Regions from separate parts of the Ovis aries genome. Here region 1 is linked to region 2. Evidence: chromatin contacts called from public Hi-C data. All regions are on one chromosome and are shown on one strand. Each heading gives the region's core, a stretch centred on a gene start, on an enhancer-like site or on the middle of the called end of the contact. The rest is flanking DNA. Distances are from core to core; before and after follow the strand shown. Region 1 holds the start of KLF12 (KLF transcription factor 12). Region 2 overlaps KLF12 (KLF transcription factor 12).

Region 1 (4,462 bases), core at 1,507-4,006, 63 kb after region 2:
ACACAGAAACCCCTCAAGGATGTTTATCTCCCACAGCGATAATAGTTTTAGGGCATAAATTATTACAATGTTCTGTGAAACCATCCCAACTTTTACCAGCTTTAGTGTATTTCATAGTAATTATGAATTAGAAGATAAAATAAAAAACCCCTTTCCTTATTACATTACAGATTCCTGTCAATTCTGGTATGCTCAAAACCCTCTCCCAACTCAAAGGAGTTTAACCTAATCCAATCGACCAGGCTGCAGCCATAAAGATACAACTTATGCAACCGAATGTTTGTCCTTCAACATCTCATTTCTAAGCTGCTAAAGTTAAACATTTTGTAGCCGAAAAGTATATCCCTTTATCATAACCCATTTCTATGTGGTTTTTAAAAAAATGTAAACAAAAATGAATGAGGTTTACAAATAGCACTCCCAGCCTATTTTATTTTTTAGGTGAGGGGTCACTGTTTTTGCTGAATGCCAATTTCAAAAAGCCTTTCTTAGAAGAAGGAATACACCCAGCCTTCGAAGCGACCACTCCTATTCCCCCATCACAAGCCGCTGCCCGTTAAAAACCACCAAATTCATTTCAAGGCATTTACTTAGCTGAACAACTCTATCCTCCAGTAGGAAGAGGGCATGGAGGCGTCTAGGTGGATTTGCAGAATGACGTCCGTTGATTGGCAGATGTCTACCGAAGCCACTAGACGCACATGCACCAAATGTAAATAGAGCTGCTCCTCTCCCTGGTGTTTCAGGGAAACTGAGAGAATATTAAAGCTGATTTAAAACAAAACATCCGAGGGCTCGGCTGAGGATTCCATTAGCCAGTGGAATTGCCTAAAACAATCCATACAGCGCGACACTTAAACCATCCGTACAGTTAAATTAGAGAGCTGACAATATTAACCACGCGAACTGTTTATCCAGATTACACATTCCGTTGTACTAATACTCTCTAACTCAACACAGTCAGCTTTTACCAGCTGAATTAAGGCTATTACTATTAAAGTATGCAAAACTCGAAGCGCAGGGTGAAGGGGGTTGGGAAGCTGCAGGGCATGTAACAAAGGAATTGGTACTTTTTCCAAGCTTTTGCCCCAAATGCACTTCGAAACTGAACTGTTGAGTGCACCCCACCCTTTTCCCCAAAGATAAAAGTTTTCAAAGTTCTAACAGGCAGTTCTTTGCCCAAGAAAAGCAGGACTGACTCTTCCTGTAGGGAAGCATCTAACGCGAACACCAACTAATGTCGCGGAGGTCAAGTACGAGTCCTCCTCTAAAGGCAAGAAGTGGCTCCCAGGCCGGCTCCGCGGGCTTCCCGCCCGGGTGGCCCTGCAAAGTTGCCCCTTGTCAACTCCGGCCAGGTCCCCCGTAATTGAAAATAACAGCCTCGGGTCAGCCCCCCGGCTACTTCCACAGACCAGGCACTGTAGCAAGTGACAGTTACACATCATTACGACCAGAGACAATAATGAATGTGGCACCGGGACCACTATTCATGCCAGCAGTGTCATCTCCGCTTTAACCCCTTCCCCTCCGCTCTCTCCAGTGCACACCCACAGCCCACACGGCCCGGTGGGGCAGCTCGTCACCCAACTCGCTCTATTCCTGGGGGCAAACTACTTCCACAAGCTCCCCCCCCCCAACCCCCAATTCAGCCCTGGTGTTTTATTTCCCATCCTTGGCAACTGTCAGGCAAACACTGCAAACAACAATTCCACTAGGGATAGAAAAATATTGCTTAATTCAAGCTACTTGATAAGTTCTTTTTAAAAAAATGGGGTGGGGGGGAGAAATCTCCTTTCTTCTCCACGAATCCAACCGACGCTACTTGCTTTGCAAAAGCGTCGCCCTCCCTCTCGCCCCCCCGCCGCCCCGCTTCCCAACACTTTCCCCCTTTAAGAACACAGACCAACCAAAATGACTTAACTTGAGCAGATGACAGAAGAAAAATAAAACACATTAAGAGACTACGGTCTGATCTGGGATGGCACCAGGAAAAAAAAAAAAAAAAGAGGAGGGGGTTGTTTATTTTGATAAGAAACAGAATCGGCACAGACCTGAACAGAAGCTGCAGAGCAGGAGAAATTGTTTTCTTTCCCTCACCCAGAGTCCCCCTCTCTCTCTCTCCCTTTCTCTCGCTCTCACACGCGCGCGCGCACACACTCACGCTCACACACACACACACACACGGCGTCACCCGCGCACACTCACACGCACACTCGCACACGCACGGGCAGAGCCTCTCAGCTGCTCTCTGCAGTTCTCAGGAAATGAATGGGGGGCAACCCAGGGAACTGTTGTACTTGCAAATGACTTACCCGGATCACATGATGCGCTAAATGTAGGGTGGGCCGGTGGGTGGAGGCTGCCGAGACGCGAGCCCGGGTCTAGCGTGGGGAGCCTCGCCAGGCCCGCATCGAATTACCCCGGGGCCCAGCCGAGGGGGTTGCAAGACGCCGCTTCTCCTCCCTTGCAGCCCGCAGCTCAGGAAACCGGAGAGGCGCGGGGGGATGGGGTGGGGAAGGGTGGGGTAGGGTGGGGTGAGTTGGGGGGGCGGGTGGTGAAAACACCAAACCCCCAAACAAAAGAGCTCCGGGTCCTCCTCCCCAGAAACAAAGCCCCGCCGCTGCGGGCGAGCCCCGGGGTGGGGCCGAGGGCGGGGGCGGCGGCGGGGAGGGGCTCGCTCAGCAGGCGCTAAGTCGCTTTATTGCCATAAAATGGGGCCCCCGAGCCGCTCCGCCCGAGGATTAGGAGGCGGGCTCTGAGTGTGATGGTTGAAATCCCCTGTGGGAAACTAACCCCTCCCCGCTCGCAGAGGTAGAAGGCAACACCCACTGCCCGGCCCTCGCCTCGCCGCCCGGGCCGCCGGCTTGGGGGGTGGGTCCGCGGAGCCTCCACCCCGCCCCACCCCGCCCCACCCCTGCCCCCGCCCCCCGGCCTCGGCCGCGCTTCGCGATCACCTGCACCACCTTGCTGCGGCACCCAAAATAACCCACACATGGCCAACACTGCCTTGGGAGCCGCGGGGCGCGAGGGGCCCGCGGGAGGAGCCCCCGATTTCAACTCCTCGGGAGCGGACTCGCGCGGAGCCGCCAGAAAGTCCCCTCTTTTGTGCCAGAGCGCGCTAGGCTGCCTTAGGAAGGGAATTTGGAGACAAATAAAGCGCGGAGCCCGCTCGGCCCACCCCTCCTCCGCCCCCGCCGCTCCCCTCCCGCCCGGGTGGAAACGTGCGGGGAGGGGGCCGGGCGCCCGAGCCGTCCCCGCGGCTCACCCACCAGCTAACTTGGAAAGGTGTGGGCGGAGCCGGCTCCAGCGGCCGGCGGCGGCTCGGGACCGCTCGCGGGGACCGCCCCCGTGGCTCCGGGCATCGCCCGCGCCGGGCAACAATGGGGTCCCGGCCGGGGCGAACGGGCGGGAGGTGCCCTGGGCGCGGGGGCGCACGCGGAGGTGGGGCGCGCGCAGGGCCGGGTGCGGAAGGCGGTGGGGAAATCATTGTTTGGGTTCTCGAGCGACGCAAGTTGCGGGCGAGGCGAGGGCGTCCTCCCGCGCAGCGCTTCACCTTGGCGGGATGAATGGGGGCGAGGCGGAGCCGCACGCCCGGTTCCGGAGCCCCGGGAGATGGGATGCCCGCCCTCGCTCGGAATTTGGGCAGGAAGCGGGAGCTGTAGATACCGGCCAAGGGGCTGCGGGAGAGCGGAGTCCGGCCCTCCCCTCCTCGCTCCCCAGAAGGGAGCCCCGAGAAGCGAGCAGCCCGGAGCTGAGTCCTTGACGCCCTTCCCGAGGGTCCCTCCCTCCTTCGCCGCTTCCGCGCCCCGGAGAGCGGATCGACGAGATTCTGGGGCGGGAGAGAGGGGAGGCGGGCAGCGCGGCCCGGCTCTCCCGCGGCGGCCCAGAGGGCGCGGGGTCAGCGCGGCTGCGAAGGGTCGGCGGGGGCAGGGCGGCGAGCGGACGGAAGCGGGCGCGCTGGGAGCGGAGCGGGCGCGGCGGCGATCGCGTGCGCCACTTTCTTGCAAAGCTGGGTAAGCGCGCTGGGGCGCCCGAGTGGCCGGACACCCCGGCACGGCGCCCCCGAGCCCGCCCTGCGTGGGAAACCACCTCGGCAGTGGGAAGGCCTCGAAGGGGAAGTTTATATTAAGGAGAGAAAGATTTGCAAATGTGGCACGAAGTAGGGGTGGGAAGAGAAACGAGACAGAGGCCGAGAAACAGGAAATGAGACCGAAAGGACGCATTCGAGCCAGGAAAAAGCCCAGTTCTACATTTCGTGTGGCGGTTTTCCAAACACTTCTAGAGGCCCTGTGTGCGTTATTCATGAAAACAAAGGCAGCGCACCGCCTGCTTGTGTTCCATGCCTCCTGCCTCCTCCTGTATGTGAGAATTAGGCAAGGCGGTCCAGCCCGGACGATGATTCCACAGTCCCCTTCTACTTCTCCAGTGGGCCTGCGTCTGAGACACATGAGAGCGGGGGGTC
Region 2 (4,411 bases), core at 391-2,890:
TCTTTTTCACAGGCTTCAGACAGACAGACAAAAGGGAAATTGTTTTTTAAAAATGTTTTTGATAGCATAAGTCTAAAATATGTTTTAATCCTGGCCACACATGAAAATCTCATGGGAAACTTAAAACTTGCCAGCTACTGGCACCTGGGTACCATGCCAAAATTATCAATTAAATCACAATATCTGAGGAATAAACATACTAGTATTTTTTACACTCATGTGATTCTAAGCTGTATTCATTATTGAGAACTACTGCCCAATAAATAATGCTACATAAGGTTTTCGGCTTGGGACCCACTGGGAATGATAAACTAAAACAGAAATCTAACCATGTGTATGTTTAGAGCTCCTACAGTAAAATATGAAAGGCATTTGTTTAAGCAAACATTGTTCATTTCACCTTCCTGACCAAAACCTTACAAAAACAGGAATAGAGAACCTTAAGTCAGAGAAATAATGAAAAAAAAATTTTTTTTAAGGCTGGGCATATAGTAAAGTTTTTCACCTCAGCACACTGGCAAAAAAAAAAAAACTAAATAGCTGAGAAATAATTACCATATAATTAAAGGATTTCAAACATACGATTCTGACATTAATTTAAAGATTACTTTTTACGTATACTTTTAAAAGCAGCTCTATTCATAACAGCCAAACACTGAAAACCACCCGTATGTCCCTGAACACTTCTACTTTTAAAAGTAGGTTTTCTGTGTTCTAAAATTAATTGTGGTTATTGTTGCACAACTCTGAATATGCTAAATACCACTGAGTTGTATACTTTAAATAGGTGAATTATACGGTATGTGAATTCTAGCTCAATAAATCTCCTTTAAAAAAAGAGAAATAAGTAGGTTTATTTTCTCAGTTATATTAAAAATGTTTTTTTCATAGTTTTATATAGACTATGGGTGTTATACAAAATATTAGTATAAATCTTATTTTCTTTTTTCATATTTTCCTAAAATCAAAGGTACATTCCATACTGAAAGAATTTTGGCTTCAACAGCTTTTAAAAACCAGAGCCTAGAGCAAAAAATTTTAACTCTAAGTTAACACTGCAATACTGAAATTAATGATATCATAACTGGGAGGCAGGGAGTGAAATGTAATGAAGTTATTAGTGAATCACTAAGTGTGATGTTTGCAAATGAAACAGGCCTAAACATCAGAAGACTCAAATCCTAGCTCTGACTAGGATGAGTTTTCTAAGACAAATTACTCAAAGTTTCCTTAAAAATTGTAAGTCAGAAACTCCTTGTAAGAATAAGCTAAAAAGCAATATTTAAGAAACCATCTGAAAATTGTTTGGTGCTTGAACAAACAGTGTTGAAATGATTTTGGCTTTCTTACAAAAAAAGAGAGAGGACAGAGTTCAGAGAAAGACTATGACTTTCTCCAAGAATCTCTCCAATTCTGTTCTCCACCCACTTTTTCCTGTAGCATCATTTAAACTGCCTAAGTTTTTCTTGTCTATGTAATTTCTCATCTCTAAAAGAGAGACATACGTCTTTTAAGCAGTTATTGACCTATAAAGTCCTCTACTCTGAAAATAAATGCAGCTGGTGAAACAAACTGGGGGCTTGCTTCCTTCAGCTGCCTTTTGGACCCAGGACAATACTGTGTGCTTTTATAATAGTGCGATTATATACTGCAAGTGGGTTCTGTTTGTTTGTTCTGTGGTTTTTTGACAAGAGTCCAGACAGCTAGGGGAAAGGGGAAGAGCTAAAAGGAACGTTACTGAAGGACAGAGGAGTTATGATAACCACAAGGGCAGACTGTCACAGCAGTTCTTATCAGGAAGGGTCCATCTTTATGGTAAAGGAATAAGTCCAAAATTCCATGCACAGAACTGTAACTTTCTACAAGAATTAGTCTTCTCTTTCAGAAATCCCACCACAGTGAAGCTCTGCAAATTAATTGCCTCCATTCCAAAAAAAAAAAAAAAAAGTTACACTTATCTCTAACACATGTAATTGGTATCCCCCAAAGATAAAAGCCATATTGTTAAAGAGGCTTTTTCATTTAGAATTAGAAAACACAAATATATAGAAATGTTTCTAAAAACTTTTGGAAACATTACTGAAAACCATTATAAGGCATAATTATAAATGGTCATAAATGTAATACTATTACTTAATTGAATCATCAACTCTTCTGTAAGGATAATTTCTCGTATTAAATTTCCCTCACTGTGTGATGATACGGAAATACACACAACACACATGTGTGAGCTGCTCTCCTGTAATTAACGATGCACTTTTATTCTCTATTATTGTATGGAAAACATTCTGACACAAAATAAATGAAGCATAATCATTCAGAGTAATGATTCGCATGTACTGATTAATGATACCAAATAGCTTTTCTGTTCTTTAAATGAAAACATTTACTCGGAATCATAAGGGCATCCCTAAATTAATGTTTTCTAGGTAATTATTTTTCCTTATGGAAATGATCTATCCTAACCCGCCTGCCAATACAGGAGACATAAGAGATGTGGGTTTGATTCCTGGGTCTGGAAGATTCCCTGGAGGAAGGCATGGCAACCCACTGCAGTATTCCAGCCTGGAGAATCCCATGGGCAGAGAAGCCTGGCGGGCTACAGTCCATAGGATCTCAAAGAGTCAGACAGCACTGAAGCAACTTAGCATGCAGGCACCATCACTGGATACAAATTCCAATTGATTGTAAAATATACAGCTATTTTATGTGTAAGAAAAAAAACTGTCAATTAAACTAGTATATAGTACTAACTTGCCTTGAGAGATGTTTAAAGTGTGTAAAGGACAACTTGGGGGAGAGAGTGTCTAGATATATGGCATTCTATTCCCAAAGTACTCAGTAAATGTCCATTAAATAAACATATTTTAAATGCTGCAACAAAATATTTTCAAATTTTTTAAATTTGAAACAGGCCAGCCACACACACAAAAAATAAACTATGATTTCGCTTATAGGAGACACCAAGAGTAGTCAAATTCAAAAACAGAAAGTAGAATGGCAGTTGCCAGGGACTAGGAGGAGAAGAGAATTATTGTTTATGGGTACAAAGTTTTAGTTTTGAAAAAAGTTCTGAAGATAGTGGTGAGAACTGCACAAAATCTAAATATCCTTGATGCCCAGAACTAAACAAAAGATGGTAAGCTTTATGTGCATTTTATCACAATTAAAAATGACAATAAAAATATCTTCATAAGGAAAAAAAAAAACAGTATGTAAAACACAATCACAAAACAATGAAAATCTTAAACTAGAAAGTACCTAAATGCAACCCAGCCAATATTTTTGAAAAAACACAGTCTTTTCTCAATGAACTAAGTGAGAAAATTTTCTATACTCTAATGATTCCTAAAGCTGGCATGGTTATAGTACCTGAAACACAAAGGTTTGCTGAAATAGTGGTTTACACATTTACTCTACCATCAGAATCACCAGTGAGCTTTTAAAAGACTTCCTAACACCTCACACTCATTAGGATAGCTACTATCCAAATAATAATAATAATAAAATAAAGTTTTGGCAAGGATGTGGAAAAATTGAAACCCTGCACTGTTTGTAAAATGGTACAACTGATACGGAAAACAGTACGACATTTCCTCCAAAAATTAAAAAACTACCATTTGATCCAGCAATCCTACTGCTGGGTATAAATCTAAAAGAACTGAAAACAGTTTAGAGAAGATAGTTGTACACATCACTGCAGCACTATTCACAACAGTCAAGAAGTCAAAGCAACCCAAATAAATGTCCAGTGACAAACAGACACACAAAATGTGGGATACACATCAATGGAATATTATTCAGCCTTGAAAAGGAAAGCCTGTCACGTGCAACAATGCAGGTGAACCTTCAAGGCACTGTGCGAAATCAAACAGGTCAATGACAAATAGACTGCTGGTTACCACAGCCCGAGAAGTGGAAAAAATGGAACGGTGTTTTATTGGATATAGTCTCATTTTTGCACGAAAAAATTCTGGATATCTGTTGCACAAACAATATGAACACATACTACTGAAGTGTATGTTCAAAAATGCTCAGATGGTTTTTAAAAAGCAATCAATCAGTAGATCTCCTGATCACTATCATGAACCTACTGATAGGTTTCCTAGAGACTGGGTTAAAATATTAACATGTGTAAAGTAAGAAAGCGAAACCAGCAAATGGAGATCAATTTTATCCGTTTCCTAACTCAAAGTAATTCAAACACAATGGCGGCCATGCTACACTTCAGTTTGTTTTTAACAACTTTTTATTGGTGTATGTAAAATATGTTTTATAATGGAAACTGATCATCTTGAAACTATCATTAAAAATGGGTCCATTTTAATACTGATACTGAAAGACACAAAGGAAGCAACTGAAAAGTCCCTCCACAACATTCTCTGTTCCCATCACTGCACTAATACCAATG

Evidence for each region. Hi-C and Micro-C count contacts between places; a contact is called where the count stands out from the background.
Region 1: a Hi-C map of hypothalamus shows a contact between it and region 2, with 4 times the contacts expected there. The contact joins the promoter of KLF12 here to the enhancer-like site in region 2. A contact is called at or near these places in 2 of 16 Hi-C or Micro-C datasets (hypothalamus and tail adipose tissue).

Annotation. Positions count from the first base shown.
Region 1 is chr10:49,623,032-49,627,493 of ARS-UI_Ramb_v3.0, forward strand. KLF12 (KLF transcription factor 12) reads right to left here and starts at 2,757. Exons shown (of 10, transcript XM_060394530.1): 1 at 1-2,757.
Region 2 is chr10:49,561,446-49,565,856 of ARS-UI_Ramb_v3.0, forward strand. It overlaps KLF12 (KLF transcription factor 12), which reads right to left. Exons shown (of 10, transcript XM_060394530.1): 2 at 1-4,411. Among named protein-coding and RNA genes, the nearest start is that of KLF12, 62 kb to the right of the region's middle. Within about 2 kb of position 1,641, at least 8 of the 54 cell types and tissues checked have an H3K27ac peak or open chromatin away from gene starts, as enhancers often do. A contact at or near this core is called in hypothalamus, where this site is marked.